Regions from separate parts of the Mus musculus genome. Here regions 2, 3, 4, 5, 6 and 7 are each linked to region 1. A link is a contact called in public HiCAR-type and promoter capture Hi-C data. All regions are on one chromosome and are shown on one strand. The core of a region is the stretch at or near the end of the contact, and the rest is flanking DNA. Distances in the headings are between cores, read along the strand shown. Region 1 holds the start of Egln2 (egl-9 family hypoxia-inducible factor 2). Region 2 holds the start of Zfp114 (zinc finger protein 114). Region 3 holds the start of Zfp93 (zinc finger protein 93). Region 4 holds the start of Zfp61 (zinc finger protein 61). Region 5 holds the start of Zfp27 (zinc finger protein 27). Region 6 holds the start of Cadm4 (cell adhesion molecule 4). Region 7 holds the start of Zfp428 (zinc finger protein 428).

What was found. Promoter capture Hi-C pulls out the DNA fragments that hold promoters and counts their contacts. HiCAR-type assays count read pairs that join an accessible place to other places.
Region 2: a HiCAR-type map of astrocytes shows a contact between it and region 1, with 3 times the contacts expected there. The contact joins the promoter of Zfp114 here to the promoter of Egln2 in region 1. A contact is called at or near these places in 1 of 39 promoter capture datasets (cranial neural crest) and 1 of 115 datasets of contacts at active chromatin or transcription factors (astrocytes).
Region 3: a contact with region 1 is called in a promoter capture Hi-C map of hippocampal neurons, with 6 times the contacts expected there. The contact joins the promoter of Zfp93 here to the promoter of Egln2 in region 1. A contact is called at or near these places in 4 of 39 promoter capture datasets (cranial neural crest, hippocampal neurons, maxillary cranial neural crest and 1 more).
Region 4: a promoter capture Hi-C map of pre-B cells shows a contact between it and region 1, with 4 times the contacts expected there. The contact joins the promoter of Zfp61 here to the promoter of Egln2 in region 1. A contact is called at or near these places in 3 of 39 promoter capture datasets (cranial neural crest, hippocampal neurons and pre-B cells) and 1 of 115 datasets of contacts at active chromatin or transcription factors (astrocytes).
Region 5: a promoter capture Hi-C map of pre-B cells shows a contact between it and region 1, with 4 times the contacts expected there. The contact joins the promoter of Zfp27 here to the promoter of Egln2 in region 1. A contact is called at or near these places in 2 of 39 promoter capture datasets (cranial neural crest and pre-B cells) and 1 of 9 other capture datasets (adipose tissue).
Region 6: a contact with region 1 is called in a promoter capture Hi-C map of cranial neural crest. The contact joins the promoter of Cadm4 here to the promoter of Egln2 in region 1. A contact is called at or near these places in 4 of 39 promoter capture datasets (cranial neural crest, hippocampal neurons, maxillary cranial neural crest and 1 more) and 1 of 115 datasets of contacts at active chromatin or transcription factors (astrocytes).
Region 7: a contact with region 1 is called in a promoter capture Hi-C map of hippocampal neurons, with 2.8 times the contacts expected there. The contact joins the promoter of Zfp428 here to the promoter of Egln2 in region 1. A contact is called at or near these places in 4 of 39 promoter capture datasets (cranial neural crest, frontonasal cranial neural crest, hippocampal neurons and 1 more).

The regions. Positions count from the first base shown.
Region 1 is chr7:27,164,910-27,168,606 of GRCm38.p6, reverse strand. Egln2 (egl-9 family hypoxia-inducible factor 2) reads left to right here and starts at 1,805. Exons shown (of 6, transcript NM_053208.4): 1 at 1,805-1,923; 2 at 2,879-3,697. The coding sequence starts at 3,109. Rab4b (RAB4B, member RAS oncogene family) reads left to right here. Exons shown (of 8, transcript NM_029391.2): 8 at 1-174.
Region 2 is chr7:24,172,930-24,176,626 of GRCm38.p6, reverse strand. It overlaps Zfp114 (zinc finger protein 114), which reads right to left and starts at 1,605. Exons shown (of 4, transcript NM_001029933.3): 1 at 1,478-1,605; 2 at 461-518. The coding sequence starts at 475.
Region 3 is chr7:24,268,700-24,272,396 of GRCm38.p6, reverse strand. Zfp93 (zinc finger protein 93) reads right to left here and starts at 1,979. Exons shown (of 4, transcript NM_009567.4): 1 at 1,716-1,979; 2 at 727-784. The coding sequence starts at 741.
Region 4 is chr7:24,297,805-24,301,501 of GRCm38.p6, reverse strand. It overlaps Zfp61 (zinc finger protein 61), which reads left to right and starts at 1,953. Exons shown (of 7, transcript NM_009561.2): 1 at 1,953-2,309; 2 at 3,127-3,228.
Region 5 is chr7:29,904,088-29,907,784 of GRCm38.p6, reverse strand. It overlaps Zfp27 (zinc finger protein 27), which reads left to right and starts at 1,681. Exons shown (of 5, transcript NM_001037707.1): 1 at 1,681-1,731. Mir7668 (microRNA 7668) reads right to left here and starts at 1,276; the gene lies at 1,218-1,276.
Region 6 is chr7:24,480,417-24,484,113 of GRCm38.p6, reverse strand. It overlaps Cadm4 (cell adhesion molecule 4), which reads right to left and starts at 2,091. Exons shown (of 9, transcript NM_153112.3): 1 at 1,952-2,091. The coding sequence starts at 2,015.
Region 7 is chr7:24,505,350-24,509,046 of GRCm38.p6, reverse strand. Zfp428 (zinc finger protein 428) reads right to left here and starts at 1,960. Exons shown (of 3, transcript NM_146183.2): 1 at 1,611-1,960.

The sequences.
Region 1 (3,697 bases), core at 556-3,055:
TGCCTTGGCTAACTCTAGTCCCCCTGAGCCCCAAACCCTACCTGAAGAACTCCCAAAGCTTGAGACCAGGGCCGTTTGGCCCCAACTTCCTGCCTGGCCCCGCTGTTGCAAGTCTGTTATTTATTACCTGGAGGCCTGTTCCATCCTGTCCTGGTCCTCCATAAAGCATTGTTTACACCTGTGTTTCGGCCTCTGTCATTCTGAGATGAGGAAACCGAAGTGGTCTCTAATGGAAGCTATGAATAGGCCTCTGCATGAGGAGCCCCTGTTTGTGGGTGGTGGGACTTGGTTTGTGGGACAAGTTGGGGTAGGTACATCCTGGCTCACGTACTCATTGAGGACAGAGTTCGTCATTGTATACATGTCCTTGCTTTTTCCTACACACAGCCCCCCTTTTTGACACAGGGCCTTGTTATAGCCTAGACTAACCTGGAATTTGAGGTCTCCCTGCCTCAGCCTCCCATGAGCTGGGATTACAATGTACCCATCCCAGGTTGTGTACATGCTTCATGGTAGTGGCAGTACACGATCCATCAAAGGTGGTGTGTGCAGCGATGACATCCCTGTGTGTGACATGTATGGGGCAGTATGACACTGTGGCATGTGAGTAGTCTCTGGCCTGGTGACTGTGTTGGTGAGGCTGCTGTTGTGTGCAACATCAAGACCGAGGACTTGGGAATCTAAGGGGGGGTCTTGAGTCTGTGCCTGGTTTGACTTAGTGTACACCACCTCATGTCTGCAAACTAGGACGGTGGCTCACTGTGTTCCTAAAAACACGTGCTCCTGAGGTTTGTGTGTGCACTGATGGAGATTTGTTTCTTTGTGTGTGTCTGTGTGCCTGCGAACACGAACATTCTTCGCCATGTGCCACTGTGGTTCTTGTGCAACCCGGACTCCTGGTCATACTTAATGTACCCTGATGTCTTTATAGCCATAGCCTTCTGGAGACAGGTGCAGCCCCCCTCAGGACAGCTTCAGCTGCTCTCACAAAATGTCAGCAAGTATCCAAGCCCACTTATTGCCCATTTGTTAGGCCCTGGAGTTGGTGGAAAGGGTCGGGCATTCAAATAACCCTATCCACACAGCCCTCCCCGGAATGGTGGTATAAATATTAAGAGTAGCTTAGTGGTAGAGCGCTTGCATCGCACATGTGAAGCTCTGGATTCAGTCTCCAGCACTACAGAAACAAAAAATCCGCTTGGGCTACAGAGGAGCTGGGTTTTGCAAATGTCTTCTTTGTGAGTCTGTCCCAGGTTGCTTTAATCTGACTCCCACAGTTGCCCTGAGGGAGCAGCGAGGAGCGGGTCATGCAAATAGTACACATTTGCTCATTTGTTCTACCCGGTTTCGCTTCTCTAAGGACGTCCCGTACTCACCGTTATTTTTTTTTAAGTGCTTATGTAAATTACTGACGTAGGAATTTACATACACTTTCCAACTAACTGCGCAGTCATTTCTCAATATACTCTTGGGCTGTGTGCAGGAGCGGCCCATGTAAATGAGACATTTGCATAGCAAATGCCAAGAACCCAGCTGACAAGTTCACTGACACTTTTGGCTCCGAGGGGTGGGCCTTTCTGTGTGAAACTGCTCTTTTGTACCCCTCTCCAAGGGGCCGTCTTGAGAACTCACAGAACGCCTTTTACTGAACCTGCGTGTCTGCTTTCGCGTGGAAGGGGAGGAGCACATAATGCAAATAAGCCTCGCGTCCCGGACCAGCTCACTTCTTGGGCAGTGCGTTCTAAGCCTCCTGTCAACGTGCGGTTCGCGCACGCGCAGTCTCCTCGGCCGGGCCGCTGTCACGTGCCCAGCGGGCGAGGCGGGGGCGGGGCGTCGCGGGCGGTGGGGGGCGGGGTATGGCGCGCTGCGAAGCGCAGGGCGGCTGGCACAAACGGCGGCGCCGAGGCCGGAGGAAAAAGCTCGGTGAGGAGGTCGCGCGAAGGGAAAGACCCGGGGAGGAGAAGGAGTCTGAGGCCCGGTGGCCGGGCGCGGGCGACGGGGCTGGAGGCGGGAGCGCGCGCGGGCGGCAGCGACCCCACGCTAGGGCGTTGGGGGTGGGGAAGGAAGCGCGCGCCCGGCGCGGTGGGGCGGACCATTGGGGGCCACGGGAGCGCGCAATAACCACCAAGGGGAGGGGCCGGGCCGAGGCGGCCCCGCCTCAGTCACCCGGGGCGTCCCGCGGCCCCTGGGTCCTGGCGGAGGGGGTTGGGAGGAAGGCAGTCGGGTCGGACTCTGCTCTCGGGCTCCCTTCCGTCAGTCCGTCCGTCTGGCAGGACCTCCCTTCCGGCTGGGTGTGTGTCGGGCCCCAGTAGGCTTCCTCCCGTAGGGCACAGGTCGACCCCACCGGCCCTCCCGCTCCCCTGCCGTCTTGTTTTTCTCCCTGTTCTCTTTGTCCCTGGACTCCCGGTTTTCCCCGCCTGCCCTGGCTCGTAATCTTCCACCCAGGCGATTAGGTTCCCGCGAATGTTGCGCGGTGGCATTGCCCGTTGGTTCCCCACAACCCTGACTTTACCCTAGATTCCACACTCCCGTTTTCTGTGTCTCCTCCCTCCTCATCTCTCTGAGTCTCTATAGAAACCTCAGGCAGGTACCTTGTATTTTCCACTTGCATCGTCGCTTTTCGTCCACAGATATCTGTCTCCCTATCACCTTCCTCTCTGGGCCGTCATGCAACGTTCTCTGCACTTTCTCTCTATTACTCTTTATGCCAGACATTCCCTCTCAAATTCCCAAGTTATATGCCCCATGTTGTCTCCCTGTGTGCGTGTGTGTTTGTTGTGGCCCAGTCTGTCATCTACTTCCTGCTGGTACCATCCCCACCCCTTCCCACCTGCTCGTCTCTTGACTTCTTTTAAGTTCTTCCTTTTCTCTTTTCCAGCCACCCCCATCAGTCCCTTCTCAAGCTCCTAGAGACAACTGTGGACTTGGGGACCAGCGAGCACCCCCAGAGCACTAGAGGAGCCCCTGCTGCCTGCCCTGCCTCACCCTGCCCCACACGAGGCCCAGCGGCCCCGGGCTGCATCAAGTGGAGGAGGAGGAGGCGGAGGAGGGTGGCACCATGGGCCCGGGCCGTGCCCTCCATGCCCGGGGGATGAAGACACTGCTGCCATGGACAGCCCGTGCCAGCCGCAGGCCCTGAATCAAGCTCTCCCTCAGTTGCCAGGGTCTGTGTCAGAGTCCTTGGAGTCTAGCCGAGCCAGAATGGGGGTGGAGAGTTACCTGCCCTGCCCTCTGCTCCCGGCCTATCACCGTCCAGGAGCATCTGGGGAGGCCTCGGCTGGCAATGGGACCCCCAGAACCACAGCCACTGCTACTACGACCACTGCCAGTCCCCTGCGGGAGGGCTTTGGTGGGCAGGATGGTGGTGAGCTTTGGCCACTGCAGAGTGAAGGTGCTGCTGCGTTGGTCACCAAGGAGTGCCAGCGACTGGCGGCCCAGGGTGCCCGGCCTGAGGCCCCCAAACGGAAGTGGGCCAAGGATGGTGGGGATGCCCCTTCACCCAGCAAGCGACCGTGGGCCAGGCAAGAGAACCAGGAGGCCAAGGGGGAAAGTGGTATGGGCTGTGACAGCGGTGCCAGCAACAGCAGCAGCAGCAGCAGCAACACTACCAGTAGCAGTGGCGAGGCAAGTGCTAGGCTGAGGGAGGAAGTCCAGCCCTCTGCACCTGAGCGCCTGGCCCTGGACTATATTGTGCCTT
Region 2 (3,697 bases), core at 356-2,855, 3.0 Mb after region 1:
GGGTGCTGGGAACTGAGCCAGTGCCCTTAACTACTGAGCCATCTCTCCAGCCCACTTTTTTGAATTCTTTTTAGTCATCCTTTTACACTTTCCTGTGTGCACTGCACTTTGAGCACATGTTCCCACTGTCCTCTTTTTTTGTTTTTGTTTTTGTTTCGAGACAGGGTTTCTCTGTGCAGTCTTGGCTGTCCTGGAACTCACTTTGTAGACCAGGCTGGCCTCGAACTCAGAAATCCTCCTGCCTCTGCCTCCCAAGTGCTGGGATTAAAGGCGTGTGCCAACATGCCAGGCTCCCACCGTCCTCTCTTATCTCTCCTCCTTCCAGTCCTTTCTTCTCAGCAACTTCCCCTCTTCCTTCATGCAGTTCAGAGAGGCTCAGCTGTAGAGCACTTGCCCAGCATGCAGGGATCCTGTTTCCAATCCCTAGCACTGTGGGCATGGGGGAAGCAACCCGACTTACCTGTAACTTGGTCATTGTTCTCTTCTCTTTGAGACAAGGCAGGGCTCTGGGAAGCAAGCTGGGGGAGGAGGGGCTTCATGAGAACACTGCTAGGACAGTTGGGCCACATGGCTTCCTCAGCTTCTCCATCAGTCCTAAGGGCTGTGTGCGCTGGCCAGGCTTTTCTTTCTAGTTTCTACTCATAGGTAGTGCCATGCCTCACCTTGCTCACAGCTGGGGCTTAGAAAAGGCCACATTCTCTATTTCTGGGTGCTGGGCACTATTGCCTTCACAAATCTGGCTGTGTTAGTGGGCTTCCCAGAAAAACAAATCTTTAAGAAGCTCTGAACTCTGACGAATACTGCGTCATGATTGATCACTGCTCTCGGAAGGGTCTGTTAATGTGACAGCTCTTACACACAATTGTTTCCATACATAGGAATGATAGTCCTCCGCTCTGTCTCTCACACTAAAAGGTTTAAATACTAGTAAATTAAATGCTGTTCATCTGCACGAGCCCCCCACAAAGTCTCTGTTTCCATGTGCATGCAAATAATGAGATATAAAAACCCTCTCTAAGGAAAAGGGAGTTTGTCCCTGGGAAATGGCTCATCAGATAATGGTGACTACAGACGAGGGAGACCACCTGAGTTTCAGTCTCTGAACCCCGCATGGTGGAAGGAGAGACCGGACTCCCACAAGGTATTTCCTGATCTCCTTCATACACAAGCTGTGGCACGTCCCACTAAGGAAATAAGTAAGTAAATTAAAAAATGCAAAAAAAAAATCGCATAAAAACCAGTTGCAAACCACTTAAGGCTTCAGGCCACCTCTCATCACAACTCCTCCCCCATGCTCCCTTGGGATGCTAGATTCTTCCCTCGGACTCCTCCTTCCCCTCCGGAAGCAGGGGAAGTAGGACCAGGTAGCACCGCTTGGGGCTGAGCCCAGCAAGAGGGGACTCAGACACTGCCGCCGCCATCGCCATCGGTGCCCCAGTTCTCCCTGTCCGTGGACTTGTTTCTCCAAGGGACACACCGTTAGCACGAGCACACACGAAGGGCCGCAGGACGCTCCAAGTTTTCACATCTCCAGAAGCACTACCAGCCCGCCTCCGCTTGCAGAAGAGTCTGACCGCCTGGAGTGGGAACTACAATTCCCAGAATGCTTCAGTAGAAGCGCCAAACTATAGTGCCCTTCTGTAATGACATTCCCCAGCTCTCTAAAACCATCAATAAGTTCCAAGCTGTTTTAACTACAGTGGGCCCCCGGAAATCTTTTTTTTTTTTTTTTTTTTTTTTTGGTGGAGCGGGAGAGGAGGAGGAAGGGGGAGCTTGCTCTCCTGGGTTGCTTTTCGATTTATTCATTTCTGAAATGCCACTGTCAGGGCCTGTTGTTTGCCGTTGTTTGTAGACTCAAATAGTATGCAAAAGCAAAGAGTGTTTTATTCAGCAGAAGACCAGCGGGGATCCCTCATTCCAAAAAGGAGAGAACCCAAAGTGTGATTGTAAGCCCAATTTGAAGCACATTAGGGGAGTTCCAGGATAGGTGCGCTTTGTCTTACTTCACCTTTAGGTATTCTAGAACCATTACCAGGGCGTGGAGGGCCCGAAACTATTGCTGAGGAATCCTAGGATAAGTGGGCTTTGTCTTACTCTATCTCCACGGAAATTCCAGAACCATTACTGAGACATGGGGCTGGAAACTGTTGCTGACCCATCGTCCTAGATTCAGGCTATGTGGCTGGGCACCTTCTAGTTTCTGACTAGCTGCCTGACTTGTTTGTTTGTTTGTTTGTTTGTTTGTTTGTTTGTTTTTCTAACTTGCATGGGCTTTCCTGAACTTGCCCAGTTCTTAGGCCTAGTCTCTTGAATACTGATTTGAAACCTATCATGGAGCCATCACGAAAGACAAATATGGATATTTTGTTATTGTTGTTTTGATTCCCCTACCCCCACCCCTCCCCGGAGACACAACATCTCTCTGTATGTAGACTTGACTGTTCTGGAACTCCCCACCCCCTCCCGTAAACAATGGTGGCCTCTAAGGCATAGATCAGCCTGCCTCTGCCTCCCTAGTGTTGGGCTGAAAAGTGTGGGCCATCACACACTGCTATTGATACTTTTGAAAAACAATGAAGTCCCATATTATATTTCTATATAAACGTTAAAACTTCAACTGTGAAGCTATAGGAGCCTGATCTGGCAGCAGAGTTAGAGCCCCTTCATAGATTCCCTCTGTAAGGCATTGGGGAAAGGCTCAGTGGTAGAGCCCTGCCTAAAATCTTCTAGTGAGGGGTTGGGATCATAACTTGATGGTAGAACCCCCTGCCTAGAATCCCCCAGTGAAGGGCTGGGGGTGTAGCTCAGTGGTAGAGCCCCTGTCTAGAATCCCCCAGTGAGGAGCTGGGGGCGTGGCTCAGTGGTAGAGCCCCTGCCTAGAATCCCCCAGTGAGGGACTGGGGGTGTGGCTCAGTGGCAGAGCCTCTGCCTAGAATCCCCCAGTGAGGGGCTAGGGGTATGACCTGGTAGTAGAACATGGACGATCTGGGTCACTATTCTATTGCTGTGAAGAAACACCATGACCAAGGCAACTCTGACAAAAGGAAGCATGTAACTTGGGTCTGGCTTATACTTTCAGAGCTTTAGTCCATTATCCTGTCAGGAGCATAACAGCAGGCTGGCAATGGTGCTGAAGAAGTGGCTGAGACTTATATATTGATCCATACGCAGAAGGCAAGAAAAAGAGACATTAGGCCTAAGACCCTATATCCTCATCCGCCAAATCTTTTAAAAGAGTTCCACTCGCAGGTGCCTAAGCATTTAAATATATGAGCTTATGGAGGCTTTCTCACTCAATCCACAACCTGCCTAGAATCCCCCAGTGAGGGGCTGGGGTCATGGCTTGGTGGTAGAGCCCCTGCCTAGAATCCCCCAGTGTGTGTGTGTGTGTGTGTGTGTGTGTGTGTGTGTGTGTGTGTGTGTGTGTGTGTGTCTCAGTGGTAGTACTGACACCTGACATGGCACCCTGTGTTTGTGCCATAATTCTTCCTCATCCAAACACACACCCATTAATTGGGAACAAAGGGTAAGCTAAAGCTGGAAACCTCGAGTTCTCGGTACAATATTTAAGGAACACTGGATTCAACTTGTATCTAATACTGTGTTCCAAACTATTCAACACTAATACAACCTACAGACACGACAAAAACACTCTTTATGGCTTCTAACAATAAAAAAGGATGGCACACCTGACAGT
Region 3 (3,697 bases), core at 730-3,229, 2.9 Mb after region 1:
AAGATTTTTCAAAAGTGTACATTTTAGGACAGAATACAGAGAATCAGGGATACCTGGTGACTACAAATTACGTGTGAAAATCACCACTGTTGTTAACAAAACAAGCGTGTAGTCCCTGGAGCTGAGGGTACTGTGTAGCTGGGGAGCTTGGCTGAACTCCATGTAAAATACCCGTGCATTTGTATTCATGCTGCAGTTTCCTGAATCATGGCTCCTGGGTGCTCAGCGGTGTCTAATAAATGCGCTGAGTTTCAGGGCTGCTGGGGAGTCTCCATCAGAGCACACAGCTCATTCGATCCCAGCTTGTCTGTACATGTGTCTGTGTGTCTGTCCTTTCTTCATTCCTCCATCATCTGAGTTGGGTCAACCACAGAAGCTGTGCGGAAGCCAGACGCTCCCTGGTTGTTCAGGATATGAATGCTCAGGAAGTCCAATGCAGGAAATGAGAGTGACCAGTTTTCTGTGTGCATGTGTGTACACATGTGTGCATGCATGTGAGTGTACATATGTACACAAGGGTACACATGCATGTACAGGCTACAGCCCAACCTCTGGTGTCCTTCCTCAGGTGCTGTCTAGGGTTTTTGTTTGTTTTGGGAACAGGGTCCTTCCGTGGCCTGGACCTTGTCAAATAGGCTACGGTGGCTGCAGAGCACTTGCCCAGCATGCAGGGGTCCTGTTTCCAATCCCTAGCACTGTGGGGATGGGGGAAGCAACCCGACTTACCTGTAACTTGGTCATTGTTCTCTTCTCTTTGAGACAAGGCAGGGCTCTGGGAAGCAAGCTGGGGGAAGAGGGGCTTCGTGAGAACACTGCTAGGACAGTTGGTCCACATGGCTTCCTCAGCTTCTCCATCAGCCCCAAGGGCTGTGCGCGCTGACCAGGCTTTTCTGCCTACTTCCCACTAATTGGTAGTGTAAGACTCTGGGTTAAAGTTAAGGGGCCACCCATGCCTCACCTCGCTCACCGCAGCGGGTTAGAAAAGGCCACATTTTCTATTTCTGGCAGCTTGTGTGTGTGCATGTGGGGGGTGGGGTGGGGGGTGCTGGGCACTCTTACCTTCACAAGGCTGCCTGTAGTGATGGGTTTTCCAGAAAAACAAATCTTCACTAAGCTCTGAACTCTATGATGCGTGCTGTGTCATGACTGACTACCACTCTCAGAAAGATCTATCAATTGTGACAGCTATCTTACATATTATTGTTTCCATACATGGAAATGATAGAGTCCTCTTTTGTATCTCCCTCTAAAAGACTTAATTACTAGTAAACATTGTTCATTTACAAGAGCCGCCACAAAGTCCAAAGTCTCTTTTCCCACAGGCATGAAAATAATGACCAATTAAAAAACAAAACAAAACAATAACAAAAAACGCTAAACCCTCTCCAAGGAATGGGGAGTTTGAGCCTACAAGATGGCTCAGCGGGTAAAGGAAACTGCCACTGAGTCTAACCTGCTGAGTTTGAGTCTCTGGGTACCATTAAGTTGACTCCCACAAGTTGTCTTTTGACTTCTTTTCTTTCTTTCTTTCTTTCTTTCTTTCTTTCTTTCTTTCTTTCTTTCTTTCTTTCTTTCTCTCTCTCTCTCTCTCTCTTTCTTCTAATTATTAAATACATTTATTTAATAACTTTAACAAAATAAAAATATTGTTTATTTAAATAAATAAATAAATAAATAAATAGGGGTGGAATCACATAAAAAGTAAAGTTGCATACCACTTAAGGATTCAGGACATGGGCCATCTCTCATCATAGCTCCCCTGCCAGGCTCCCCTGGGAAGCTAGCCTCTCCTGGGGCTCTGCAAGGGGCTGAGGTGTGTCAGTGTAGGGCAGCCCCGCCTCAGGCAGAGCCCAGCGAGAGAGGACCTGGATGCCGGGCTTGTTCCTGGGCCGCAGATGCGGTCACTGAGGGGATACATCAGGAGCACAGGCGCAAAGGAAATGCAGAGCGATGGCCCAGGTTTTCACCTCACAGGAAGCACTCACAAACATCCTCCCCTCCCGGGAGCGGAAACGACCTTGACCACTACTGGCGTTGGAACTACAATTCCCAGAATTCCTCAGTGGCTGCACTCTCTGGGGACTATATTCCCCGGAATGGCAAAGCTTCGGTGAACCTTTTTAACTAAGGGGATTCCTTTTGGTAGGTCGCTCTTCTGTGTTGCTTTTCGGTTTATTCATTTCTGAAATTCCATGAAAGTCAACTGTGGATACTTCTTTGTTTTTGTTGTTGTTTTGTTTTTCCGAGGCAGGGTTTCTCTGTGTAGCCCTGGCTGTCCTGGAACTCCCCCAGTAGTCCAGGCTGGCCTCGAACTGACAGATCTGTCTGCCTCTGCCTCCCAAGTGCTGTGATTAAAGGAGAGGGCCAGCAGATCTTGCTGTGGATACATTTTTTTTTAAAATTGAGATCCCATACTGTATTACATTATAAAAGCTAACAGGGAAACTGCACAGCTGCAGTTGCCTAATTAGGCAGCAGAGTCAGAGTTTCTGCATAGAAACCCCCTATGAGGGGTGGGGGACCGGCTCAGTTGTAGAGCACTGCCCAGAATCCCCTAGTGAGGGGCTGTGGGAGTGACCTGGTGGTAGAACATGGGCTATCTGGGCCACTCTTCTGTTGCTGTGAAGGGACATCATGACCAAGGCAACGCTTATAAAAGGAAACATTTAATTAGAGGCTTGCGTACACTTTTAGGGGTTTAGTGCATTATCATGGCAAGAGCATGGCAGCAGCGGGCATGGGAGGGAGAGTTAAATCCTCATCCATACTGGAGAGACAAAGAGACACATGTGCTCTTAAAATCTCTAGCCATGCCCAGTGATATACTTTCACCATCAAGGCCATACCTCCTGTCTTTCAAATCCTTTCAATGAGTTCTACTCCCTGGTGACTAAGCATTTTAACATGAGCCTGTGGGGGGCGTTCTCACTCAAACCACAACCTGCCCAGCATCCTCCAGTGGGGGCTTGATCCTTGACCTTCAGAGCCCTGGAGCTGTCAGAAAGAACTCTTTATCTGAGATACAGCCTGGGGGAGTCCGTGGGAGCAGCATAGGTCTGAACCACAGATGGACCTGGGTCATGAAGGACAGCCCGACCTAGACCTAGAGGGGAAGGAGGAGAAGCAAGTCATTCACAAGTCAAGTTTAGTAAAGACGTTCAAAATATTGGTTACAGTATAAACAAACAAACAACAGCAAAAGCTCTGTCCCCACAGAATGTCAGGGCCCATAATTCCAATTGCACACATTTCAGTTCACTGTACTAGGCTAATAAATATAAGATGCTGACTGAAGGCCCCTTTCAGGAATACTGAGGAACACAAATCAATATGAATGCAGGTTGGAGACGGGTGAGCATTTTCAAATGAGTCTTACTTACAGGGCCCCTCTCCACTTGCACCGGAAATGGCTGAGTCCTGAGCACATGCAGCTCTGCACCTCAGATACAGAGGGGCTTCCTGTGAGAAAGGGACGCGTAGGTCAACGACGGTTCTGCCAGTCACCAACGTTGGTTAAATCCTTTCCTGCAGCCTTTCTCTGTAGACTTGGATGGATGCTGAGATTTCCCTGCCAGTGTCCTGTTGTAGATGGCGCTGGTGCTGTTTGTATTTTGATGCTAATTCTGCTCTCCTGGGAGGGGTTGCGGACAAGGAGTGAGTCATACACTCAGGCTTCTTGTGAATCAATCCCCTAATG
Region 4 (3,697 bases), core at 704-3,203, 2.9 Mb after region 1:
ATTCCCAGCAACCACACGGTGGCTCATAACCACCTGTAATGGGATCCGGTGCCCTCTTCTGGTGTGTCTGAAGACAGCTACAGCGACAGTGTACTCACATACATAAAATAAGTAAATCTTTAAAAAAATTCCAAAAGAATTAGAAAGCAAGAAAAAGGAATTGCATATTTAAAATAATCAATCTATTTTTATGCCAAAAGTGGTTTCTGAGTCAGCTATGGGCCACAGTAACTATCTCCAACTTGAGTCTAAAGTCAGTGAAATAAACACGGAGCTCAGTTGATTGAAAAGAAAATGATGAGAAACAAGCTAATGAAATAAAGGCAAGCTCTCACTGTATAGGCAACAGCTTCCATCATTTCTTGTAAAGAAGCAGGGACTGAGAAACTTCAGGAGACCAAGGAGAACAAAGCCAGTTTTGGCGGAGAAGGGGCCGGGGGCGGGGCCGGGGCGGAGCTAGTAGAAGCGAAGGGGCGGGGTAGAGGAGAAGGCAGTAGGGACAGAAGGAACTCTGAGACAGCTGAGCCAGGAGAAGCTGAGCTGAGTAGACAGGCAGAGCCGATGTTATAGCTTGGAGCGGTTAGAATGGGGAAAGCCGGAGAAGGACTGTTTACGCTGTTGGAAAACTGAGGGAGGAGTGGCCGGGAGAAATGTTTGAAGGGGCCTGGGCTGGAAACTGGAAGGAGGGAGTTAAGAGAATGGGTTATGCTGTGAAACAGCCAGCCATTTACATCTAGAATTACTACTACGTTGATCAATGGTAATATATTTAACTTTTCTAAGAGCAACTTTAAAAAATACACAGCTGTCCGCTTTGTATTCTTGCCATCAACATGCGATAGTTCAGTTCTCACATGTTATCATTTTCCCCCCACAAGGTAATTTGCCTATATCCATTTCTTTAAAAAAAATTCTAAAGATAAACATGTCCATGTTTGCTACTCTTATTTCTATTGAAATTGCTGAACCATGTTTGAATCTTCACTCCTTTTAAAAAGTTGGCTCTTGTGCTGGGGTTTATGAGTTTTCAAGGGCTGGCAAGGTGGCTCAGCAGGTAAACACTCCTGTTGCCCAGCCTGACAACCTGAGTTGGGTCCCCTGCACCCACATAGTGACTGCAAGGAGATTTACTCCTGTACGCTGTCCTATGACTTCCTCATTTGCGCTGTAACTGTGAGACCCCGAGCGTTCCCCCAAGCCCGTTTTCCCCGATCTCTGGGGATACAGCCAGAAAGAAGCTCTTTGTTCTCTATAGCCAGCAAAAAGCTTTTTTTTTTTTTTTTTTTTTTTTTTTCTGTGCCTTACAACCAGAGATGCGATAATTGTAGGAAGACCTAGCCAGGCCCTTGCTTGGCTCCCTGTGCCAAGGACACGGAGATAGACACAGGAGAGGAGCTATAGCTCACTCCCCCACCTCGCCAGAGAAGAACTGTTGCCAACTCTCCTCCCAACTCCTCCCAATTCCTCACTTTTCCTTTAAAAGACCCCCCCCCTACTGTTACCTCTGGGGGCCGAACTCCCCTGCCCTGCGCGGTCCTCAGCTAGCTGACAATAAAGCCTCTTGTGGTTTTGCATCAGGTGTGGTTTTATTGGGGTGCCAGCTCATCCCGGGACTTGAGCGGAGGTCTCCCCAGTTTCGGGGGTCTCACATAACATGCACGCACGCTCCCCACGCATGCATGAACACACCAATAAATGATTTATTTTATTTATTTATTTATTTTAGTATTTTGGAAAGTTTATTTATTCACTCACTTATTTATTTATTTATTTATTTATTTATGGATGTTTTCTCTGCATGTTTTGTCTGTGTACCTTGTACATGCAGTGCTCGAGGACGCCACGAGAGAGCGACGGGTCCTCCGGAGCTGGAGCAACTACGGTTTTGAGCTCCGCAGTTAGTAGCGCTCTCCGCACCACGTCATCTCTCCAGCGCCAAAGCCTATACGTCCTAAGGCAGACATCCTCCAATGTAAAGACGTTGCTGTCCAAGACTTTCTTAGGGAGTATGGGAAATGAAAAACAACAGGGAAATCCAATACGGGAGGATGGTGCTCCTCCCCTAGCTTCGGGACCGGCCACCCGCGCCTCTGCATCCTCACTTCCGTTACCACTGAGGGAGCCGAGCGTCACGCACGGTTTCTCCACGCGGAATTCTGGGAACTCGTCGGCTTCAGGCTAGCCTGTAGCCATCTGTCCCCCTGGATTTGAGTTATTTTAGCCAGGAACCTCCAGAATGACCCGCTAGATGCTTCTGAGATCGACAGCAATTGCGTCTCGGGTGAAAAGGAAGGAGCGAGGTTTGAAAGGTAAGGAGCAGCGGCGAGCTCCGGAGGGAGCGTCCTGGTGCCTGCAGGCCCTCGGCGCGAGCGGCTTCTGCAGTGCCCCCGCCCCGCCCCGTCCCCGCAGCCCCCTCTCCCTGCCTGCAGCCCTCTCTCTCCCATTCCGCAGCTCCCCTCCCCTCCTGCCCGCAGCCCTCTCCTGCCTTCAATCTCCTTCTCTGGTCCTGCAGCCCTTTCTTGCAACCCACTCTCCCTGCCCTCAGACCCCCTCTTCCGGCCCGCAGCAGCCCTCCCGCCTGCAGCAGCCCTCCCCTTCTGCAGTTTCCCTCTCCCCTCGTTACCCCCCTCCCTCCCTGCAGCCCTCTTTTCCTCTCTGAAGCCCCCTCTCCCTTCCTGTAGTCCCCCTCACTCCTGCAGCCACCTCCCTCCTGCAGCCCCCCTCTCCGCCTGCGGCCACCGCTCCCCTTCTGCAGCTCCCTCCCTGCTCCCGCGGCGCCCACCTTCTCCACCCCCTAGTCGGCTCTGCTTCTGCCCCTGCCGCACTAGCAGATCTCTCTGTGCATATCTTGGGTGTTCTGCAAAAGACAGACATTAGACCTTCCTAGTAGCATACTTGGAGAGAAAAAAAAAAAAAAAAGGATGGTGAAACACTCAAAACTGCCTGGCATGCAGGTCTCATGGAGAGACCATAGTAATACTTCATCCAGTTCTTGGCCGTCACAGTTGTGACCCATCTATGACCTTTAGAGGAAGGAGCTGGCTGCTTGCAGCAGGTACTGGGGCAGGAACTGTGAGATGTAATGTAGGGAATTTTATAATTTTACAATTTTTGGTTTCCCTGCAGCCCTGACTTCCCAAAAAGCAGTGCTGGAAGCCATAAGTGACTAAGATTGGCTGACGCTGGAGGATGTGTGGGTCGTACACCTGGGATTAACTTTTATTAGAGGTGAGTCTATACAGAGTGTTGTGCCCAGATGGCAGAAACCCCGAAGAGACCACCAGGCACCACAACTCGGAAGCAAGCACACGAACATCCTTGTCCTACTTTGAACTTGGGCCACAGACCTTCCCGATGGGACAGGAAGGAGAGTGACCCCCAGCACTAGGTGAAGGGATGGATAAAGGAAAAAAAAAAAACCCACAAGCGGGGGTTTCTAAGCCTTGGCACTGCATGAGAGGGTAAAAGAGTTTTCTTTCCAAGAACCCAAGGGTGGGGGCCATATCCCAGGCTAGCCTCTGACAATAGGCTGTTCAAACCCACATTTTACTGGTCCAAGCTCCCAGAGGAAGCCAGCCAGTATCATGAATATAGGTTAGCACTGGCTTGCAGGGATCTTGAGAGCGGGCTTTGTACATTTATTGAGACCTGTGTGTGTGTACGTGTGTGTGTACATGTGTGTGTGTGTACATGTATG
Region 5 (3,697 bases), core at 432-2,931, 2.7 Mb before region 1:
CTCACAAATGCTTGGACCAAAGGCAAGCTTCATCATACACTGGGTACACCGTTTTACTTTGGTGTTTATGGGACTCATTTCTATATAAATATTTCCTTTCTTAGCTGCACAATATTCTATTTTATGAGTTATGTGTATGAGTTTGTATATCTAGTCACACGTTTGTGGTTGTTACAGTAATCTCTAAATTAGTTGATTTTAATAAAGGAAATAGAAGCGTTTGTTTACAATTCTTCTCGCTCTCTCTCTGTCTTTTGAGACAGAGTGTAGCCCTTGGCTGTCCTGGAACTCACTCTGTGGACCAGGCTGGCCTCGAACTCAGAAATCTCTGCCTGCCTCTACCTCCCTAGTGCTGGGATTAAAGGAGTGTGCCACCATCGCTGGCTTGTTTTTCCTGTATTTGCCTGTAAAGGTCAGAAAGGGATGTTACATCACCTAGGGTTACAGACAGATTTGTGAGCTGGGAACAGAACTCCGGTCCTAGGCAGAGCAGTATAAGCAAGCATTGTTTGTTTGTTTGGTTTGGTTTTTTGAGACAGGGTTTCTCTTTATAGCCCTGGGTGTCCTAGAACTCACTTTGTAGACCAGGCTGGCCTCGAACTCAGAAATCCACCTGTCTCTGCCTCCCGAGTGTTGGGATTAAAGGCGTGCACCAGCACGCCCGGCCCTATTTCAGCTTGTAATGTCAGTCTTTTGAGCTTAATTAGATATTTAGAGGGTGAGCCATGGTATTAAATTAAGGCTTCATTTACACACTAAGGAGATTGCTATCCATTAATTATATTTTAATTTTACGTGCTTTTAATCACATGTTGGTGCCATCACGCCTAGCATTAAACTATTCTTTTTCTTACAGCTGCCTACTAGTTTACTTGAGGTGGTTAGAGTGGAGAATAACGGAAACGGATGGGCTTCACCCATGCATTCTTCTCTGTCCTTCCGACACCCTGACGTGAAGGGAGCTTCACGGCGGTATCTTCCAAGGGATTTATCCCAGATTCTACTTTATCTCCCAATGTGGTTTGTCTTGTTAAAGATTTTGACACTCTTCCAGTTGCTTCTGATACTGGTCTGATGCTCTTGGAGTTGCTGGTTTTTTTCTACCTTTTTCATGAATGGTTTTTTTTTTTTTTTTTACAAAGTGGATTGTACCACTTTGATTTGTCCCCTCATTTCCACATGGTTTCTCCCACAAGCCCTCTCAATTTTTTTTTTTTCTCCTCTGAATCCCCTGCACCGCATGGTTTCTTCCACAGAGAGCAGGTTATTCAGAGTGGCAACTAGGTTTCTCAGTGTTACAGAACTCATGACCCCGTGTCCAGAAGAACCTCCTCTTATCGGATGATGCTCGGACGTGGGCCACAGTGCTTGGGTCTACGTTCTTTATCTCATTCCGTGTAATCTGGCTGGATAGCTATTCCTCTGCTGTACGGAATGCGTAAATTTGAAAGATGGCGGCCTACGCGGCATCTCTGGGCACGACTATGTTAATCGATCCTCCTAAGGAATTGTGTACAAAGGATCTTGAAGCTATGTAAGCACGCTGTGGGTTATTGGAGTCCTCTGGCATCGGAGGTAATGCTGAGCATGCGCAGTACTAATAGCCCAGGGCCTTTTTTTTTTTAAGACCGGAAGTGACCTTGGTGCTTGAAGGTGGTTCCCTCCCCCTCCCCCTCCCCCGTGCTGCTTCCATTGAGTCTTAAGGGCAAGAAGTCATCCGAGATGATTCCGGTTGGTTTCAACTAGAATTCTGTGGAGTCAGTAGTGTGTGCCTATGTTGGGAGTTAGTGACCGGGTGCTGTCTGCTGTGTTGATGGTTGTCAGTGGCAAGGATTTCTCCGATCAATAACGGAACTCTGAGTTTTGGAGGAGGGAGGTCGGCCGGGTGATGTGTGATTGTGATGACAAGTGAGTGATGTTAGGGAATGTGATGAGTGGCTGAGGGTCTCGTGGGGTTTTTGATAAGTTTGCTTTCTAACCCCAAAGTTTAGCTTATTAATTTTTAGCCTTGGTTAATGTAATACTTTACATTCTTATGTATTTATATGTAGATTTTTTATTGTCTTTTAAATATAAATGGCTTTCTTTTTTAATTCGTTTTCTGTGATCCAGGAGTCATTTGGAAATGCATTTTCTGTTTCAGATAATATCTCTGGGTAGTGGTCTAGCTGAAAAATGTTTTATGGTCGATACCATAATCACTTTTCATAAATGCCACATTGCATAAAAATAATCGTTCCTCAATTGTGTTGTGTGTGTATGCTTATGTATATACATATATCGCAATATGTTGTGATATATATTAATATATTTAATCCCAGCACTTGGGAGGCAGAGGCAGGCAGATTTCTGAGTTCGAGGCCAACCTGGTCTACAGAGTGAGTTCCAGGCAGCCAGGGCTACATAGAGAAACCCTGCCTCGAAAAGCAAAAAAAAAAACAAACAAACAAACAAACAAAAAAACCACACACACACACACACACACACATATATGTATGTATGGATATATATATATATATATATATATATATATATATACACACACACATATACATACACAAATACACATATATATTGTGTGACCATCATATGACCTTACAGTTTTGCCTTTGTTTTGTTTTGTTTTTTGGAGCCCTGGCTGTCCTGGAACTCACTCTGTAGACCAGGTTGGTCTCAAACTCACAGAGATCCACCCTCCTATACCTCCAGATTTCTGGGATTAAAGGCCTGTATCACCACACCAGCAGACATTACAGATTTGGTTTTTAAATTTATTTATTTTATGTATATGAGTACACTGTAGCTGTCTTCAGACACACCAGAAGAGGGTATCAGATCCCATTACAGATGGCTGTGAGCCACCATGTGGTTGCTGGGAATTGAACTCAGAACCTCTGGAAGAACAGTCAGTGCTCTTAACTGCTGAGCCATATCTCCAGCCCCCTTAGAGATTTTTTTTTTTTTTTTTTTTGTCTGCTTAGTTGTGGAGGGATATTGCTCACAATGGAAATGTAATTTGTCCATCTCTCTTTGGTCCATTTCTGGTTTATATGTTTGAAGTTATATTGTTATCAACACTTATGTGTATTTTTACAAAATATATTTATTTTTTGAAGAGTCTATATGTATACAATGTATTTTGGTCTCACCAACCCTTACTACATCCCTCCAGTTATTTTTAATAATAGGTATGACTAAGTAGTTCAAGGAATATTGTAGCAATTAGAGTGTCCACCATAAGTTTGTAAAAGAGTTTAGTTTCACAAATATCTTTCCATTTTGCAAGTTTTCTTTCTTTTGTCCGGTTCTTACCCCTTGGCTTTTTAAAAGCATTGCTATGTTTCTTATATGGTAGTAGGCGCTTTACCCTCTAACATGTCTCCCCGGACCCAGATTTTCTTAAATTTTCTATTCTCTCAGCACTGTTTCTTGAGGCTAGTCCCTGGTACAACAATTTCAGCATAATAATGGAGACTAATTAGCATAAATTCTTAGATCTCTAGACTTGCTGGAGCAGAAGTCATGGGAGTGAGGCTGAGAATTTTTAACTATATTTTGACAATACCTCTAGATAATTTGAGTGCATACCTGCTCAAGTTTGAGAACGACTGCTCTGTGAGGTAACTGGCATGTGTTTCAGTGGTGAATGTCTAATGACTAAGGATTTGACATTTCTGGGTATCTTGGTATCTCTGAG
Region 6 (3,697 bases), core at 842-3,341, 2.7 Mb after region 1:
AGCCCCTCATTGGTGGGTTCTAGACACCTGTGACTAACAAGCTACTTCCCTAGCACCCCCTTCTCTTTCTTTAATGCCTTTATTTTGAAACAGAAAAATCACTAAATTGCCCAGGCTAGCCTTGAACTCATTCTGTAGTAATCCTGGCAGGCAAGTCTCACGAGCCTCCCTCCTGCCTCAGCCTCCAGAGCAGAGCAGCTGGGATTACAGGCCGCCATGTCCAACAAAACTCTAGAAATGTAAAGGTGTTAAGGTTCTAAAGACTTCCCGTATCTAACATCATCGGGGTGTCAACGTTTGAAGTAGCCTCGGGCTCTATGTTTACTGGACTCACTGATCGCAGGATCCCAAGAGCCTGGTTTTAATGCATAAGAAGAAAGAAAGAAAAAAACAGATGGAAATGTACCCAGAGTCCCAAGCTCACACCTGGGAAATTGGGGCATGCTCGTCGCAAAGGAGGGTCTGATGAAAGTTAGGAAGCAACTACAGAAGTCTGCAGAAGAAAGGCAGAACTTCTAAGGTCGGCTTTGCCCCCAGCCTTGTCCTCAGCGGCAACCCTTGCTTGGGGTGGCAGGTGTGGCAGCACTCAACTTAGAAGCTCCCTCACATTGTCAGACATGGATCCGGTTCAACACTCTCACTGGATAGAACTGGAGCCAGGAAAGAGGGCTGGGCCACCTGGTCCCAATTCTCAACTCCCTATAGGAGACCTCAGCCCTGCCTTTGCTCACCAGCAGCCTCCCCATGATGGATTCCTGGGCAAAGTAACTTGACCCACCGCAGGGGAGTGTCCCATGGTGGATATAAGAAACACAGGGTTCTAAGTGTGAGCATTCAGGTGACATTTCCTGACCTTGTCCCCAGCCTCAGGGTCACCGTGTCTTGGGTGGGGGCTGGGGGGTCCTCCAGATTCCCATAGTGAGTGAGAAAGACATGTGGATGTCCTGGAGGGGGCTCTTCTGTGAAGTGTGGCTTGGATGTGTGAACGGGTGGGAGGGTTTGGGGGAGACATTTGTGGAATCCACGTGTGTGCTCACATGCCAATGTTCCCTATATGCCACTTCACACATCTATACTGTCACTGCCCTGCCTGACACCACTCTTCTCCAGGAGCGAGGAGGGATACAGAGATGGGAAAAGGAGGATGGAGGATGCATGGAGAGAGGAAGCAGATTTGGGGGAGAGGGAGACAGTGGGGTAGAGAGGAGAAAGGAGGCAGCTAGGCAACAGAGGCTGCTAGAGAAATGGGAGAATGATAGGGGACAGAGAAGGGAAGAGATACAGGATGTCAAGGAGACGGGGAGAGAGATGGTGAATGGGGACATAGAGGGACGACAGCAGCACAGGAGGCGGCAGAGTGAATAGAGGATGGGGGGCAGGCAGAGTGACCCAGGAAAAAGGGACAGAGGTGGGGGACAAAGGCGGCGTGGAGAAACGGGAAGGGGGAAACAAGGAGAAAGGAGGACAGAGGGAAGGAAGGACAGGACTTGAAGACTGAGGGACAGAGGACAAGGGCTGGGGGAAAATGAGAGAGAGAGAGAGAGAGAGAGAGAGAGAGAGAGATCTAAAGACTAGGACCGAAGGACAGTGGGACCGGCCTGGAGAAGGAGGGCTTGGGGACATAGGGGGAGGGAGGGTCTCGGGCCCTTTGTCCCCGCGGGATCGGGGCCTGTGCGGGGTGGGGGGGCTGCGGCACGGCGGCCGGGGCCCGCGTCCCCCCTCCCCTGCCCGCGGCTCTGGGCTCCTGGCCCGCGCTGCGCTTTGTCCCGGGGACGAGGGTCTCCCGCAGCCCCCCCCCCCCACGCAGCGCATTGTTCCGGCCTCTGCAGGCCCCCAGGCGACCCAGCTGTCACAGCGACGAGACCCCCTCCCCAACCCGACCGCAATACGCACACCTCCCTCGTCACCCCGATCCAGCCCACCGACCCGGCCCCCACCTCCGTCACCCTACCTGGCCCCGCCGCGGCCGCCCACAGCAGCAGCAGCGGCCACTGGAAGCGCCGGGCCCGGCCCATGGTGCCGCCGCCGCCGCCGCCACCGCCGCCGCCACCGCCGCCGCCGCTCGCTCCCGGCCCGGCACCTGCACCTCCCGCGCCGTCGACCCCGCCCCCGAGTCCAGTCCCGCCCTCTGCTCCGCCCACTGCGCGCCTTGGTGGGCGTGGCGTCAGCTAAGGGGCGGGGACCGGACGGGGACAGAGGGGCCCAGACAATGCGGGGAGAGGGAGGACGGGAGCGCGGAAGGGCGCGCACGGGGGTGGGAGAGCAGGACAGCATGCGGACCCGGGCGCGAGGGCAGGGCGTGAGCGTGACGGCGTCGTGGGAGCCAGTGGGGGAGGACTTGGGAGAGCGGAAGGTCGTGAGGGTCGTGTGAAGGTGCAAAGGTGTGCGTGCGTGTGCGCGCAGGCGTAGCCTGGACTAGCGGAGCTCCCTAGAGGACGCTGCACGGGAGACACGGGGAAGATGCGCAGGAGATGCACCGGAGTGTGCGCGGAAGATGCACGAGAGATGCGTGGGAGAGGCGCGGGAGATGCACGGGGGAATGTATAGAAGACACACGGGAGATGCGGGGAAGATGCACGGGGGTTGTGCAGAAGCTGCTTGGGAAACCCATAGGGGGTGCGTGGGAGATGCTTGGGAGATGCGCGAGAGGGCGATGCTCGGAAGCGCGCGAAGGTGCGGGGTGCTGGCGTGTGCTGTGAGTGTGAGCTTTGGGGGAGAGGAGTGTGATGATGCCACAGTGAATGTGGGCAGGGAAAGACTGAGAGGCTGGGCAGCAGCGGGTGGCTGAGCAGGTATGGACTTCTTTGGGCAGGGCATAGAATAGTGTCCGCTCCCTCCCTCTAGTCCTGACCATGACTCGCCAAGTTTCAGTCTTCTTTCCCTGGGAGGGGCCTCCAGAAAGCTAACCAGACTGGAAGGAAGTCTTAACCCTAGGCCCTGGGGAGAGCGAAGCCCCTGCCTGGGGCAATCTTCCAGGTATGGCATCCAGACGCTGTACTCTTTCCCACACTGTCCAGTCAAGTCTGTCTGTGTGACTCTGCCTTTCAGGTTCTGTTCCTCATCCTGGGGGGCTGACTCATCCCTCCAAACTTTGCTCTCTTTTTTCTTCTTGGGTGTGGGTTCCCCTGAACCCACCCCTGTGGCCACCTGAAGGCCTGGAGCAGGCTTATGACTCATAGGACCAAGAAGAGGAAGAAAGTGAGGTGCTGGTGGCCTCTGCCTCTCACAGGACTCAGGGACAGCAGGTAAACTGGGTCAACATATGCCCATTCTGAAAAGCTCGGCTTTTTATTTTCTCTCCATCACTTCTAAACTGTTGTATATCCAGGTCAACCAAGGGTCATCATCACATGACACACTTCCTGTCCAGTGCCTAGCTCCCAGCATCCTCTCTGTCTTTAGTCCCAAATTCATCAACTCTTATGTCAGGACCAAAACTCCTAGCATCTTGTTTCAAGGACCAAGGCTCCCAGCAGCCTCTCTGTTCTCTACCGTAGCTCCATATCCACCCACAGCTGTGAGCAGCTGCATTTCTTCCCAATTCTCGGCTCACCACGTAGATTAGGGGACGGAGTACAAAGCCGCTCATCTCTGTGATGCGAGCGAGGTGAGAGACTGTTTCGGGAATACTTGTTCAGGGTCTATTAACCGGTTTTTTGTTGCCAGTAACTTGGTGACAGAGATTGGATGAGTTCTG
Region 7 (3,697 bases), core at 711-3,210, 2.7 Mb after region 1:
TCCCATCTGGAATTTTCTCCTTCCTCTTTGTGGATCCAGAGTGTTTATTTTCACCCTTGCAAAGCTCACCTATAACCATCCACATTGCTCCTTGGCTCCCATAATTCCTGTTTCTCTCAATGCACACGTTTCTTCCTCCTACTGCATTGTGACAGGACCTTGCAAGACCAGGCAGTGTAGGACTAAAAACAATACGGTTTCCACTCTCCTTTAGACTCTTACTATACAGTCCAGGCTGGCCTTGAACTTGCAATCCTCCAACTTCAGCTTCCCAGGTTCTGGGGACAATAGATATGGACACTAATAATATGGCAAAGCCTGAATTTAGGGCCTGGGGGCACAAACAATGGTAGAAAGCACACTGTTCAAAGCCCAAATGTCAAATTTGCTGTTGGAGGAATGCGGCTGGAGCAAGAGGAGGAGGTGGCATCATTGGATAGGGAATTTACTAAAGACACCTAGATACTGGATCAGGCCTTTGAAGGACCGAGAAATAGTGACTGGCAAGGAAGAGCTCTCATGATTAATCATCAGATGTTGGGCCCCTCTAATTCTGTAGTAATACATTATTTTTGGAAAAACTCGCACCATTCAGCAAAGAAAAACTGAGGACAACTGGTTGTTTCTATTTTAAATATTTAATATATGTGTTCCATGCAACAATACCTAGGATTAGCCATTCCATAAACCCACTCCCCCTTCTTTTTTTGAGATCTGATGCCCTCCCCAAAAGGAAAAAAAAAAAAAAAAAAAAAACAGGTCTAGAATAGCGAATCCTCCTGCCCCAGCAGGAATTATAGGCGCGTGACACCACACTGGGCTTTAACTATTATTCTACTTGACCATCACAGCAAGGATTGTTAGGACTTTTCTTGGGGGTTTACTTGGGGACAGCCATCCCTCTCCAAACCCACATTATATAAAGCTTCTTCCAGAACGTTCCGGATATCAAGTGGAAGCATTAGGACAGGTGGAAGCCAGCTGGGCGTGGTGATGCACCTCTGCGAACTCAGCACTTGGTAAATTATAAATTCTAGGTTGTACTCCGCGATATTGTGGGTCCAAAACCCAGCTACATGAAACCGTATGCCTCAGTTCCCTCAAAAGCAGAGTGGCCAGGACCCCACCCACACATACGCCTCACAGTGCGTGAGTGAACACAATAGATACCTTTCCGCACAACGCTAGGTAGGACTGGGACTCGGACAAACCCCGGTACCAAACAATAAAGATCAGCTCCCACAATGCCCCGTGACAGCGTCCCACGATGCCTCGGGCCTTTAACGACCACCAGGCACCCAAACGCTCCTTGCCCCGGGGCTTCTCACAGAAGGCGTGTGCGACGAAAAAAAAAAAAAAAAAAAAAAAAAAAGTCCCCTCCAGGAGCCCAGGCCCTTCCCAGAATGCCCCAGGCCCAGAACGCCTGGCCCACGGGCTCCCACAATGCCTCGAGGCGAAGCTGTGCTGGGTCCCGAGCCGCGTGCTGGGGAAAGCAAGGGACTCCCGGGCCGGTCACTCGGCCAAGCGGCCGCGGGCTCCCGTCATGCAGCGGGGCTGTATCGCCCGCTTCCCAGCATGCCCCGCGGCCCCCCCCAAGCTCGGACACTCACCGACGCCGGCGGCCCCGGATCAGGCTCGGCGGTGGCGGCTGCACGCCCGGGCACTGCGCCTGCGTTTCGGGAGGCTAGGCGAGCGGGCGAGCGAACGGGCGAACGAGCGAGGGGCGAGCGAGGGGCGCGTGCGCGGTCAGATGGACCATTCCCGGAGGTCGATGGGAAGAGGGGCTCAGAGGATGGCGAAGGCTGTAGAGCTCACGCCGGCGGGGGTGGCGGGCTCTGCCGCTCACGGCCCCGCTAGACTTGGTACAGTCTGCGGCCCGAAGGGTGAAGAAGCTTTAAGAATCGCGCGTGCGTGCGTGCGCGGTAGAGCGAACGCGCCTTATAAATAGTGGATGCCTTGGAATGAGGGGGGAGAGTGGGGGCCTAAATACTCGGCCCGGATCCCCCGGGCTGGAGGCTCGCTCATTTGCATAATCCTAGCGCGGGACAAAGGAAGGCCTCCCGCACTGGAGGATGTGATTTGCATATTCCCGGGAGAGGCTGTTCTTCAGAGCGCAGTGATTAGCATATGGATGGGGAGGGGGGGGGCACCTGGAAAAATAAAGCGCATGCGTGTAGGGGACTGCAGACTTAATCGTGGTGGGCTGGCAACCTTGTCCCGAAACTACCGAAGGTCTGGGACCCCGTTCACGTCCCTGTCACCTAGGATAAATTCCTGGACAGCACGTGGTTTCTGCGTTGCGAGAGATCTGAACCCCCAGTCTAAGGAAAACGAACCACATTTGATTAGACAAATACTTAGAACTGTCAAGACCTGGAAGAGAGAGAGGTAGACGGCAGGAGGCCGTGGATGCCAGAAACGCCTGCCCCAGCTCGAGGTTCTGCAAGGGCTTCCAAGGGCTGATTTTTAAGCCAGGTCTGAACTGGAGCCAAGTAGAATGCCAAAAAGCAGAGGGAATAGCTGATGCAAATTTCCAGAGGCAAAGTAGTGCTTGCATTCTTAGAGGGAGTCAAGGCAGCTTTTCCGTGGAGCACAATTAGAAAGTCTGCTATAGGTGTTTGCTTTTTTATTTCTTTTTTTGTTTTTCTTTCTTTTCTTTCTTTTTTTTTTCTTTTTTGAGGCAGAGTCTCATGTAGCTCAGGCTAGCCTCCAACACCTGGGTCGAAGAAAATGACCTTGAACGCTACCTCTTGAATGTTGAGATTACAGGCATATGGCAGCCAGCCCAGCTCCTGTGGGTAATTTTAAAGGGCCATAACTTCATGCTGACTATTTGTAGCCATCCCTACAGCCCTCTCCTTCCCGAATGCTTTTATCACTAGCAATTTAAAACTCTAGAGTCCCATTACACCACAGAAAAGGAATAGTTGTGTTTTGCTTTGTTTCTGAGAGTCTCCTTGTGTATTCTGGAACTCACTCTAGCTCCGGGTGGTTTTCGTCAACTCCCTGCAGTTCTCCTGCCTCAGCTTCCCAAAGGCTGGGGTGGCAGGTATGCACCTCCCACACCTGGTCTCCCAGTCAAACTTGTGTCCCTGACGCCTCTTCTGGACCCACCCACCGTTTTATCTGGTCCATATCCCCAGCACTTCAAACACAGTAATCCCTTTGCTGTCTCAGGCTTTGATCTTGCCTTTCGATTCATCGGGAAAACCCTTTGTCCCTGCTGCTCCGAGCTCACTCTCTCCTGGTATTGATGCCAATCCGAAGGGCCTTCCTTGATGATACAGCTCCTGCAGATTGAGTGATTTAGGGAAATTGACACAGCACTGGTCTCAATAAATGCAGCGCTCTGGGTGGAAATGGGGTGGAGGGTGCCTGGGGCTTTGGAGTTCTTTAAGTCTCCTCACTCTGCATGAAAATTTCCATAACAAAATAAAACAGTACCCACCCAACCCCCCACCGCCGCACGCGTGTGCGTGCGTGAGTGTGTATGTGTGTGTGTGTTTATTTTATTCAGGCAGGGTCTCACTACTTAACCCTGGCCTGGAGTTTACTATGTAGACCAGGCTGGCTGCAGATATCCACTTGCCTCTTGTGCTGGGAATTAAAAGTGTAAGCCACCACCACAGGAGACTGATTGACCCACCTTCCTTTCTTTCTGAAACAGGAGCCTAATGTGTAGCCCAGGCTGTCCTCA